Regions from separate parts of the Mus musculus genome. Here all the other regions are linked to region 3. A link is a contact called in public ChIA-PET and HiChIP or PLAC-seq data. All regions are on one chromosome and are shown on one strand. The core of a region is the stretch at or near the end of the contact, and the rest is flanking DNA. Distances in the headings are between cores, read along the strand shown.

Region 1 (3,995 bases), core at 1,263-3,762, 380 kb before region 3:
AGGAGTAACTGTTTCCTTAAAATCATACAAAATAATTCTCAAATTTGAACTCTGAAAGTGTGCAAGTGTTTGACTTCACTTTGCGCTTTGCTTTGTTTTAGACAGTATCACATGTTGTAGCTTAGGCCTGGAGCTCACTCATAGCTGTCTGCATGCACTGGCTTCTCCAAACCTGAGATTAAAGTGTGACCCACCATAGTTGGCTTTAGTAAGATTCAGTAAGACATCTCCTTGGCCATGGGATTATTTCTTGACTGTGCTATACCAAATCTGCTGCTAGCTTCCTCTATGGGGTGGCCCCATGCTCCACACCCTCGGCTTTGCATATGACACTATCTCTGTCCTTCCAGAATGTGGCTTTTAATGAGATTTATATCCCGCTCTTCACAGGAAAACTTAGCTGCAGACTGACTGCAAAGTGAACCTATGGCCCTTAGGATCAATGCATATGGAAACTTGACAGTTATTGCCAAAATGCTTCTCCCGGGGTCCACCTGATGCTCCCTGAAGGACAGAAAGTATCTGTTTTCCCGAAGCCTCACAGACACAACAGAAAGTTCTTTCTGCCCTAAATTTTTAAAACACTTTTGAGATTTACTTAATTTTATGTGCATGAGTGTTTTGCCTGCATGTATGCATGTGCACCACATGGTGCCTATGGAGGTCAGGGCATCCAAGAAGGTGTTGGGTCCTCTGGAGCTAGACTTACAGGTGGTTGTGAGCCACCACGGGGGCACTTGAAACTGAACCCGGGTCCTTTGCAAGAACAAGTACTCTTGTCTTCCCTCTCTCCAGCCCCTACTCTGGATATTTGTAGGTCTTTATGAGAGCTGTCATCGGGAGTTTAAGCATCTCTCTGGATCACCTTTCTTGCCATGCAGCCTTTTGCTTCAATGTGGTGTGAGAAGTTGAACTGAGAGCTAACTTTGAAACCCGTTCTCACAGGCCTGAAAGTCAAGTAATGTGCAGCTTACCTGTGATAGTCTGGTGAGCTCTCTTCTCTTAAGTTTATTTTCCACTTCTGGGGGTTAAACTGTGGGTCTTCTGCCTGCTATATTCTTTCTCTCTTTGAAGACTAGTCAAGTTTTCAAATCAGAAGGAACAGAAAGTGTTAATTGATTCTCTCCATTTTTTTTGTACAATGTATAAAAGTGTACAATGGAACTTAAAGTGTTGTGGTAGTTGCTTCCATAGTTTAAGACATTTTCTCCCCATTTGCAGAAAAAAAAAGTTCATTTTCTAGGAATCAATAAATGCAGCACCATGGAACTCTTCATTTCTAATACAACTGATCCTTGAAAGTTAGCCATCTAACCTTCATATGCCCTGGAAATCTGTTTGCTGAGGGCTACTTCCATTCGAGTACTACTTTGAATGTCCACATTAACTAGACACTTTTAGTTATCAGGCTGAGTAGAGCGCCAAGGTCTTTCCAGAATTCATTGAAAATTCTCCTCCTTATGTTTTTCATAAAGGAAATGGGGGACATCTGTACTTTGTCATTTACATGTTTATTAAGGAAGACCAAGTTATTTCGGCCTTGTGCCCTGATGCCTGGAGCTCATTGCAACAACAGAGTACCTTTTATACTTACAATAGTAAGTGAAGATATACGTTAGTCCAGAATTATCTGAGTTAATAAATTTACAGTGTTGGGGCCTGAGGGATGCTGCATGGTTTCTAATGCAAACTGCTCTTGCAGAGGACCTGAGTTTGGTTTCTAGCACCCATGTCAAGTGGCCCACAACATGTAACTCCAGCGCCAGGGAGGTCCAACATATCTGACCTCCTTCCACAAAGATACACACATAATTTAAAAATAACAAAACAGATCTTAAAACTTATAGTGTTAAATTACCACCTGTCAGAATTTAAACAAATCAATGCTTTTTTTTATAAATTAAAAGAGATATCTTATACCTTTAGACTGGCAAGAAGATGTCACATTCAAGGCTAGCCTGGGCCACATAGAGAGACCCTATCTCAGAAAACAAAACCAACTAAAGTCCCTGTTGGGGGCTGAAGGTTAGGGCCATGGCTCAGTGGATAAGACTCCTTGCTGCACAAACATAGAGATCTGAGTTCAGATCCCACAACCAGGCAAAAACTGGACAAGGTTCCGAGTCCCCAGAGCTATGGGCGTGGAGATAGGAAGATTGCTGGCGCTTGGTGACAGTCAGGCTGTCTCCAAGGTCAGTGAGAGACACTGTTACAAGACAGAGACCCTGATCAATAAGGCAGAATCCCCAGTCCTATGTGTATGTGTGTCTATCTTCACCATTCTCTCTGTCTCTGTCTCTTTCTCTGTCTCTGTGTATTTCTCTCTCACCCCAACTCTCTCCCCTCTGTGTGTACGTATGTGTGTAAAATATATTGCTTATTTTCCACAAGATTTATTGTACATCTTCTTTTAAATAAATAAAAAGAAAAGAATTCTATGAAGATGGTAATGAAATGTCTCAAATGAGCAGAGAAGACAGAGAGCAAAGAGGAAGTGATGAGATCAGAGGCTGGGGTGAGGGGGAAACTGCGGGTGTGCAAGTTCACAGCAGCAGAGCTGGCACAGCAAGCTCAGAAAGCCAGCGGGAAGCAGGCAGCCAGCTCCACTCTTTCCCTGGCAATCTTCCTGATAGTCCGGTCCAGTTGGTGCTGAGCTCAGGAACCCAGAGAGACCCAGTTTGGTGTTTGAGGGGAGTCACTGAAATCTGAAAATGCAGCGTTGACTACCTCTCTCTAAAGCAAGTGATGCAGCTATCTGGGTCCAGTGTGGCCAGTGGGGAGTAGAGAGAAGCAGAGCCACTCAGGGCAAATCTATTTCCCTGCCCTTCCAGAAGCTCACTACAGTGCTGTCGGATTTTCTCAAATGAAACATGTTTAGAAACATACACACTGTGGTGCCCATTTCCCTTCACGCATGGTGGGACCGATTCACATTCAAAAGCTACCTGGAAAAATTTGCTCCGGTTGTTAGTACCAATTTTAATAATTCCTGCAGTTTAAGTGACCCCAAACAGTACTCTAGAGGCAAACATTAAATAAGAACTGAAAACACAGTTTACATCGCCTTCCGTGTTAGAAGCTCGTAATTAGACAATGTTTAATTGAGATGTCCCTCAGGTTGGTTGGTCTTAAACTCTATATGTAGTTGAAAATGATCTTGAATTCCTGATCCTTCTGCCTCCATTTCCAGGGTGAGCCAGCACACCTAGTTTTATGAGGTGTTGGGGATCGAACCTAGTGCTCTGAGCACGCAAGGCAAGTGTTCCACTGACCTTCATTCTTAGCCTAGTATTTAAAGTTTTAAAAACCTTGGCAGCTTCTGTTGTTCTACTGATCCAATGATGCACACAGCATAGGTCTTCTCTCTCTCTCATGAATGAGAAGTTATAAAGATCTGAGTAATTAACTTGATGGTCAAAGAGCAGACAGCTAGCTAAGCCAAGCTGATGTCAGCTCATGGCTCTGTTATTGCCTTCCACTTTTTCCCCACGTTGGCCTTTGGGAATCTCAACTTGCCAGTCATCCAGCATCGTTTTATAGGAGCAATGCTCCAAGTTTGCCTGGAGTGAAGGAAGATTTTGAAACCTCAAAGGAGTGGACTGTGCCTCTCCCAGGAGCAGGAAGTCCACTCTTACAGCTCTGCCTGTCTTCATCAGATGCTGTGAAGCAATGGGAATGCTCTCTCTCTCTCTCTAACTTTTTTTTTTGTTGGTTCCTTGTGAATTCCACATCATGCACTCCAACCCCACTCATCTCCCCCTCCCTCGTATCCGCCCTCTACCCCTGCTACCTCCCCCCTCTAGCAAAGAAGATAATCTCATTGTAGAAGCTATAGTGTGTCACAGTGGGTCCCACCGTACACCCTTTAGTCCACACTTCTTTGCTTGCACATGTTCAACGCAATGACTCGTTGGTCTGGTATGAGGCCTCTGACTTCTGCTGCATTAGCAATACTGGAACTTCACTGGGACTCCTCTCAGACATCCTGTTGTTAT
Region 2 (4,273 bases), core at 1,575-4,074, 500 kb before region 3:
GGAATCCCAGGTACTTACTGGGAGGGTTCTTATGGAATGGAAGAGGAAGCAGAACTTGTAGGTCTGCCAAAGACTACTGGACCTTCTCCAGGTAGAGGGTGTGGGGAGTTGGGCTCCCCAGACAAGGCCAGAGAAGGAGAAACCCTGCTGGTAAAGGGAGTCCTTCATTTTGCACAGAGCTCAGAGGAGCTATCTGGTCATGGTGGACTGTGACCTTAATTAGCAGGTTTCCCCACACTGGATAGCTTAGGGTCCTTATTCCCAGGAGGGCACTGAGAGCTTGCCCAGCAGTATTGAGGCTTCAGATTACCCTCCTTTGTTATGGAAGGCCTGTTGGGGGAAGAAGGGCTTCTAGGGTAGAAAGATGAAGTGGGAATGAAGGGATAGGTGAATTTGTGGAGACCCAACACCCCAATCATGACCTTGGAGACCCAGGACAGACTCTAGTGTCCAAACCCAGTTTTTTGCACACTACATCTAAGTGTGAACAGTCAAGGAACAAAGCCACACATACAACACTTGTTCCTTACAGGCATGGCTTCAAGGAGAAGATTCCCTATGTCCAGGGTCAACATTGCTGTTTAAACCTCCTAAGGACTGAGCCTTAGGAAGCCTACCTTATATACCACGTAAGAGTGTGTTTGTATGATATTACTTGTGTAAGTTTTTACAGCTTTTTTTTTTTTTGAGACAGGATGCCACTATATGCTTGCTACGTAAAAATGGGTTAGCCTCAAACTCACAGAGATCCCTGTTCATCTACTCCTGAGTGCTGGGATTAAAAACACGTGCCACCATATCCTGCTTAAAGATTTATTCATCTTTCATTTTTTAAAAACTTTTAAGTGTGTGGATGTTTTACCTGAACCTATATGTCTGTGCCTGGTGCCCAGTGGGGGCCAGAATAGGCCATCTGGTGCCCTATAACTGTAGCTACAGACAGTTGTGAGTTATCTATCATGTGGGTGCTGGGAATCAGGCCCAGGTTCTCTGGAAGAGCAGACATTGAGCCGTCTCTCTAGCCTCAAGGTTTTATGTGTTTGTGTATTTTGCCTGCATTCATGCAGTACCCTGGGGAACCAAAGGGAACGCCAGAACCCCTGAGCCTGGACTCATAGATGGTTCTGATTAGCCATGTACATGCGATGATCCAAACATAGAGCCACTGCCTGGGCAGCAGGTGCTCCTAACAGCTAAGCTGTCTCTCCAGGCCCTTGTGATGATTTTTCTATGCGTAATTCACTTAGCTTTCATGCTTGGTTCTAATCTCTGTGGGATTCGGGCATATTATAAACATCATTTTGAACTCACCGTTTTCAAATGTGATGGAGTTGGTTGTTGTCGTTGTTGAGACAGGATCTCACTGTGTAGCTCTGACTTGCCTGGCACTCATGATGAAGACCACACTGTCCTCAGACTCAAGAGATCCACTTGTCTCCACTTCCCAAGTACTAGCACAAATGGCACACATCCATGTGCCCTGTTTGGTAGAGTATTTTAAATACTAAAATTTGTGTCTAGTTTGAAGGACCTGCAAACTGTTCACCTTACTTAACACAAATGATAACAATCACATTGACTGTTCTGATGATCAGAAAATGGTGGTTTAAGCAACTTACATTCTGACAGGTACCTATTGTTTCCGGTATTTAAACTTCACTCTTCAACAACAGATTTAGAGAATGTTTAGGCATTTGCCAATAGCCATCACAGATTTATCTTCTACTTAAAATGATGGCACATGGGAGCCAGCCAGTGGCGTTTGTAATATCACTTTCAGTACCAGACCACTCATGTTCAGATGGACACCATGTGCTCATATGCTGTTGTAAGGTCAGGTACCCAGCAGGAAAACAGACATAATGAGTACCGAGGGGTCAAAAGTGTGTGTGGGGGGGGGGGGACTTTGGATGGTAGCCCATGAGACCTTTGCTGAGCTATCCCTCACCAGCAGGCCTTTAGACCTGTCTTTCTTTCTGACTGAGCTGTGTCCATGGAGAACCAGGGAGCTCTTTACTGAGCAATTTATCCCCCTTTCATTTTTAGAAGAAATCAAAATAACAGACACGGCTGCCTAGTACATCAGTAAGCCACTTGTGGAACTCATTGATAAACATTAAAGCGGAAGATATGTTTCTGCCTTCTCTGGCCTGAAGCCCCTTTGCTGTGGTCAGCACACATGAGAGGCATGACACATCCCCCAGACTCTGGCTGCCTGAGCAAGCTTCTCTAAGCAGCAGGCATTGAAGACATCTGATGGCATCCGTGCTGGGGAGGAGGAGCTGGCCCCGGCAGATGCAGAGAGACGGCTCCTTCAGTGACTCTGACACTGTTCAATGGCACAGTTGGCAGAGGGCCCACACTGCAATCCATCTCCAAGTTTGCGCTGAGGTCAGGCCAGCTACTCACGGCCATTAGCCAAGTTCTTCGGGGATACTAAGTACCAAGACAGGCCCAGTCCCAGAGACATAGGCTGCCAGCACATGACTCTGGCTGGGGGACTTTCTGACAGGGGTCCTTAGATGCTGGGTGATCGGGGTGGAGGGGGGTTGTGACTCTTCTTCCTTCCCACCTTCCCCATTCTGAGTTAGGCTGGGTGGCAGTTTGACAGTTCTGCCAGTCTGTCTGTCTGTCTGCCTTCCAGGTTTCTCTCATGCAGGTGTTTCCTCTTAATAAAAATCCTCCACATTGAGCAGCTGACGTTATGAGACCCAGAATAAGACACCAAGTTAAAAACCACTGATTCGCCGATTGCTTGGCACTGCCCCAGAAATAGAAAGTCTGAAACCGTTGTGTGTGATCTTCGGAAAAGTCCCCAGCCAGGCGGCTGCTTTTCGATGACGATGTGCCAGCGATGACGTGCCAGCGACTCTTTACAACCAGCCTCAAATAAGCTCCGCCACATTAGCCTCTCAGCCGTGATGCAGCTAACCAGTAATTGCTCTCTGCAGCATGCACACAACGTCTTTTCTAAATAGAGCAATTGGTTTCTTCTTTACTTCCACCCTTTCCAGTGAGGACTGGAAGAGACTTGTTTTTCTGTTGCATTTTTACTTAATTGAAGGATTTGCTTATTTTTATTTTTTCCAGTGTAATTTTTTTTAATTTATTTTTTACACTCCATATTTTATTCCCCTCCCCTGCTCCTGATCCACCCTCTAACTGTTCCATATCCCATACCTCCTCCCCACCCCCTGTCTCCATGATGATGTCCCCAACCCCATCCCACCTGACCTCTAAACTCCCTGGTGCCTCCAGTCTCTTGTGGGTTAGGTACATCATCTCTGAATGAACACAGACTAGGAAGTACTCTACTGTATGTGTGTTGGGGGCCTCATATCAGCTGGTGTATGCTGCCTGGTTCGTGTTCTAGTATCTGAGAGATCTCTGGGGGTCCAGGTTAATAGAGACTGCTGGTCCTCCTACAGGATCGCCGCCCTCCTCAGCTTCTTTCAGCCTTCCCTAATTCAACAATAGGGGTCAGTTGCTTCTGTCCATTGGTTGGATGCAAATATCTGCATCTGACTCTTTCAGCTGCTTGTTGGGTCTTTTGGAGGACAGTCATGATAGATCCCTTTTTGTGAGTGCTCCATAGCCTCAGTAATAGTGTCAGGCCTTGGGACCTCCCCTTGAGCTGGATCCCACTTTGGGTCTGTCCCTGGACCTTCTTTTCCTCAGGCTCCTCTCTATTTCCATCCCTGTAATTCTTTCAGACAGGAACAATTATGGGTCAGAGATGTGACCGTAGGATGGCAACCCCATCTCTCACTTGATGCCCTGCCTTCCTGCTGGAGGTGGGCTCTGTAATTTCCCTCTCCCTACTGTCTGGCATTTCCTCTAAGGTCCCTTCCTTTGAGTCCTGAGAGTCTCTCACCTCCCAGGTCTCTGGTGCATTCTGGAGGGTTCCCCCAACCTATTTCTGGAGGTTTCCTGTTTCCATCCTTTCTGCTGGCCCTCAGGGCTTCAGTTCTTTCCCAATACCAGATCAGGTTCTTTTCTACCCCCTACTCCCCTCCCATCTGCTTTCCCTCCCATGTCCCTCCCTCCCTTCCCACTGTGATTGCTTTATATTCTCTCCCAAGTGGGACTGAGGTATCCTTACTTGGGCACTTCAGCTTGTTGACCTTTTTGAGTTCTGTGGACTGTATCTTGGGTATTCTGTACATTTTTTTTGGCTAATATTCCCTTATTAGTGAGTACGTACTATGCACGTGCTTTTGGGTCTGAGTTACTCAGTATGATATTTTCTAGTTCCACCCATTTTCCTGCAAAA
Region 3 (4,498 bases), core at 1,465-3,964:
AAAGGTAAGGAGATAGAGAACTGCGATAGGATTTGTTTCGAGTTTAGGGATGGCTATTTGGCTAGGTACAGTCTCCATTGATCTCAATGCCTGGATAAGTCCAGTGACGTGAAGGTCCAGAGAATGGGAGTCCCAGGCAGTTGGGCACTCTCATGCACAGGCCTTGTGATAAGACTGTGATTCGAAGAACAGAGGGCAAGTCAGTGGGAGAGAAAGGGGCTGGAACGTGAAGGCAGGACAACGAATCGAGACAAGATGAAGGCAGGACAACGAATCTCAACAAGATGAAACCAATGGGCAGAGGTTGTCTCGTGGAGTCTCTTGGGTCTAGCAAAGAGTTATATTCTTCTCAAAGAGAGCTTGGAGGTCATCTGGTACAGGCTTTACTGTTTTTCTTCCTCAGAGACCCTGGTTTTATGCAAAACCCAAGGAAATCACAGAGAGGAATGCTCTACACCCCACTCTGGATCCCCACTCCTACCCAGTTCGCCTCTCCTTATCCATTTAGCACATTCTAGTTCAGTGTAAGCATTAGCCGCTCTGTGGTTTCACAGCTGTGTCCTGTTAAAGACAGCTAGAAAGTCTATCACCCCACCACCAGAAGGCGGGACTTACTCCCTCGCCTTGCTTCTGGGTTGATCCTATGACTGAGTTAACCAAAGGATGTAACAGAATCAAGACGGACAGCTTCCATTTCCTCCTCAACAGATGGGCTCTTGCAGCCTCAGCTGCTATCTAAGACGTACTCTTGCCCTGTTGGAAACTGCACAGGAAAAAGGAAAAACCCAGGAAGAAACAGACAAGAATCCCCGAGAGACTGACTGTCCAAAGCCAAGCTGTACCAACGACTCTAGCTACCACCGTGGCCATCCTGGTGGTGGTGAAAGGTGCTGGCATTCTATCTCCAGCCCACACGGCACTGAGCAGAAACACACCAATCCTGGACACCTTGTTGTGAACCTTCGAGTGGTATCCACAGGAAATGGTGGCTGTTTTCATTCCCTTTGTATTGGGTGGGTTGTCGGACTGCTATATAGATCACTGGAGAAAAACTTTGAACAGAGAGTTGGAAAAATAACTTCTCTGAGCAAGATCAGTGAGTGGCTTTCCAAGAAAATCAGATAGCTCAGCTCGGGCAGCAGAGAGGTAGTGGGGAAGGGCAGGTTACCAGACTTCAGAGAAGGGCTGGCCTGAGATGGAGTCACAGTTTTACCTACATTCTGAGCTTTCTTGGTTCATTCCTTAGAGGCTTCATGTCAAATGCTAAAGTGCAGGGGGCTTGGTTAGGAGTCCACTTGGAGAGGCAATATCCTGCCACTGCTGGAGTCCTTGGCAAACAGGTAGGTGTAGAGGTAGAGATATGGCTCAGGGCTTAAGTGAGCCTTCCAGAGGACTCAAGTTGGGTCCCCACCACCCACATCAGGTGACTCACAGCCACCTGTGACTCCAGCTCAAAGGGATCTGATCCCTTCTTCAGACTTCCATGGGCAGGTACACGTATGTCATATATTCACACAGACAGGCACATATACACAGAAATAAAAGGAATGAATGAATGAATGAATGTTTTGGTGGTGTAGGGAGTGGACCTGCTATACAAATGCACTGACTGATGAGCTTCCATGAGCTAGGTTCACCCAGTCCTTCACACAACTGCATTTGTATTGAGGGCCTTTTCCCCGTTAATTCTCAGCTACTGATCAGAGCAAAAGCAAGTACTCCCCTAGCCGAGCCCCTTCTTATCTTAGCTCATGCACCCTCTTCGTCTTGCATGTGTGCTTGTCTTTGATTTCTGTTTCTCCTCCTAGCAGACAGAAGAGAACTTTAGGCTCAGAGTACTCAGCGAGCATCAGGAGACTTGAGAGACTCTCGATGCGATCCCTTCACATCTGTTAGTTTTTCTTGTATTTCTTTTTAAGGGCCTATTGCTTGCTTCTTTTTGAGTTTGATATAAAGATTTTCCAGAAAAGAAAGGAAATGAGCTAGTTTTTAAAATTATATTGGGTACCAGAAATGGTACAAGTGGTACAATTTGACAAGACTAGGATGAGGTCCCAGGTGACTGGCACAAAATGCTGCCCCATTGACCGATGTCATCCAAGCTTTGTCTATGGGCCTCACTTTGAGCTGTCAGAATCAGGAGAAGCTGACAGAGCCCCTGAGTGTGTGTACTCTCCTCCTGTGTACACTACAGTAGCCTTGAACTCAGCAGAGAGAGGATGGGGTACCCGGAGGGGTTAACAGGGTCGACCCTAAGCCCGTAATGTGCAGTTAGTTGGTAGATCCCTCAACAGTGGCCCTGGAGCCTCCACACCTGTCCTGGGACTCCTGCCCAGGCCTTGTGTCGGCTCAGCTCTCTCTGACCTTCCCCCTGTCTGCAGCTCCTGCCTCCCTAATGCGCTCAGCACTTTTAGCTGTTCTGTGATAGTCTCTGAGGGCGCAAGGATGAGAGCCTTGCCGAAAATGTGCATCTTCTGCAGAAAAGGGCCACAGAACACTTAGAGAGGAAAAAGGGCAAAAGATCAAAGCGGTCTGGAACAGAAAGGGGAAGAAGGGGCTATAAAATTTGAATGAAGAGCCTGGAAAAAGCAGGGATAAGGTAGAAAAGGCTTTGTTTGTAGTCAGAGCAAAGAGGAGACAGGGGAGGAGGAGGAGGGGAGCCCTTCCAAGGAAGAGGCTTCTTAAAAGCTTGTGATGTTGATTTCCTCTGATCAAAGCATCCCAGCTTACCCACACTGTTGATCTCCGGTGCTGAACGAAACTGACATTTTCTTCTGGCACATACTGTTTCTGTGGCCCCTTCATCTTCCTGGGTGTCACCTCCTCTGGGAAATCTCAACTCACAGAATCTAAAACAGAACTCTTCCTTGCTCTCTAGTTCTGATCTCTCCCTGGGTTTCTTTATTATTTGTCAAGGGTTGATTTCATTTAGTCATTGCTGACTGACATTAGATAGTAACCCCACAAAGGCAGGCACTTCTCCAGTCAGCTTTGTTTCCGCATCCAGACAGACTTCAGGAAACAAATGTCTGGAGAACTAATCCCACCAGTTAATGTGTCAAGGCTCCCTACATGTCTAAGACAATAATACTGGGAATGAACGATGGATCAGACAGGAAATGCCCCTAATATTTTATATAACATGACTTGTTTCAGAGGGCTCGCAGTGTGCTAGACACTCTATATGTTGTGCTTTATTTAATAACCAGAGGCACTGTGCAGGTATAACATACTAAGCAGCAGGTGCTACACACACTGACTTACCTAAGCAGCACAGAGAGATTAAAGGCTGTGAAGAGCTGAGAGCCAGGAAGCTGCAGAGGCTCAAATCATACAAAGGTGGGAGTGGCTTACTCCATAGCCCAATCCTGGAGCAGTGCTCTCTTAGCATCCTACTGTGAGCACAGCAGAGTAGTAATGATCTTTGTTGTCCAAACATCCTTTAGTGGGACTGAGGACCTGGGTCCAGGTAGGGCCCCGGGGAGAATCTAGTTTTCTTTTAGGTTGCCATCTGACGGATATCTGGTCCAATGTTCATCTATCTAGGGCATGAGAGAAGGGCAGGGCAAAGGAGAGCTTCCCTGAGAGGAATCCATGGGGAAGTTTACAGAATCCAGGAAGCAGGTGGAGAGTTTCATGGAGCCATGTTCCCTCTTGTGTTCATGGGTGTATCCATGTCCTACGAGCATCAGCCCTATGGGGTGGTAACAGGCTGGGACTTCTTGCAAAGCTCTCCTGGGCCGAATAGTTCTCTGTGAGCTTTCGTCTTAGGTGAGAACTTATGGCAGTAACAGAGCACTCTAGTGTCTGTGCTCCTGTTTGTCGGCCCTCAGGGCTGTCAGTTGTCAGAGTCACATTTTCCAAGTTCACAGTTACAAGATAGAGGCTGGTCTCTTGACTGAGCCCAGCTACTGCAGCAGACTTTCACGGGGCTCACCACTGAGAGGGAGTTCAAGTTTACCTGTGACAGACAGCAGCTTGAGAACCATCTCAGAGGGTGTGTCTTCCTAACGCTTGCTTCTCTGCTTGCTAAATCCGTTCTGACTCCTCCAAGTGCCAACATCCATCCATCACTCCCTTCCAGTATTTACCATGTCTACCTTAGTGTGCATGGGCAAGGCACGGGCAAGGCTTTGTCCCAGAACTACTTTTGAAACAGTTAGTGATGATGGAATTAAATCTGTGCTCATGCCTGCATACTCTCCAGTGGCTTTTTGAAACATACCTAATGTTGGTATTCTGTCTAAACTCTACTCCCACAATTACCTGGCAACAGCCAGATAGGCCTAGCCCACTATAAAAGGGGCTGCCTGCCTCCTCCTCTCTCTCTTACTCTCTTGCCTTTCTCTATTGTCTCTTGCCCTCTTGCTCCCCCTCTCTCCCCATTCCCTTTCATCCTCTCTCCACGTGGTCATGGCTGGCCTCTACCTCTCTACTCTCTTCTTCTCTCTGCCTTTCTCTCTGCCTCTTTTACCCTCTTAACTCCCCTCTCCATGCC

Evidence for each region. ChIA-PET counts read pairs in DNA pulled down with a chosen protein or histone mark. HiChIP or PLAC-seq counts read pairs in DNA pulled down with a chosen protein or histone mark.
Region 1: an RNA polymerase II ChIA-PET map of memory CD8 T cells shows a contact between it and region 3, with 12 read pairs. The contact joins two enhancer-like sites. A contact is called at or near these places in 2 of 484 Hi-C or Micro-C datasets (both in CD4 T cells) and 5 of 115 datasets of contacts at active chromatin or transcription factors (effector CD8 T cells, memory CD8 T cells, regulatory T cells and 1 more).
Region 2: a contact with region 3 is called in an H3K27ac HiChIP or PLAC-seq map of thymic regulatory T cells, with 4 times the contacts expected there. The contact joins two enhancer-like sites. A contact is called at or near these places in 3 of 115 datasets of contacts at active chromatin or transcription factors (memory CD8 T cells, regulatory T cell precursor and thymic regulatory T cells).

The regions. Positions count from the first base shown.
Region 1 is chr3:69,169,903-69,173,897 of GRCm38.p6, reverse strand. No RefSeq gene overlaps it. Among named protein-coding and RNA genes, the nearest start is that of Gm1647, 41 kb to the right of the region's middle. Within about 2 kb of position 2,512, at least 51 of the 459 cell types and tissues checked have an H3K27ac peak or open chromatin away from gene starts, as enhancers often do. A contact at or near this core is called in effector CD8 T cells, memory CD8 T cells, regulatory T cells and 1 more, where this site is marked.
Region 2 is chr3:69,288,597-69,292,869 of GRCm38.p6, reverse strand. No RefSeq gene overlaps it. Among named protein-coding and RNA genes, the nearest start is that of Ppm1l, 26 kb to the left of the region's middle. Within about 2 kb of position 2,824, at least 109 of the 459 cell types and tissues checked have an H3K27ac peak or open chromatin away from gene starts, as enhancers often do. A contact at or near this core is called in memory CD8 T cells, regulatory T cell precursor and thymic regulatory T cells, where this site is marked.
Region 3 is chr3:68,785,802-68,790,299 of GRCm38.p6, reverse strand. No RefSeq gene overlaps it. Among named protein-coding and RNA genes, the nearest start is that of Gm35584, 27 kb to the right of the region's middle. Within about 2 kb of position 2,714, at least 41 of the 459 cell types and tissues checked have an H3K27ac peak or open chromatin away from gene starts, as enhancers often do. A contact at or near this core is called in effector CD8 T cells, memory CD8 T cells, regulatory T cells and 2 more, where this site is marked.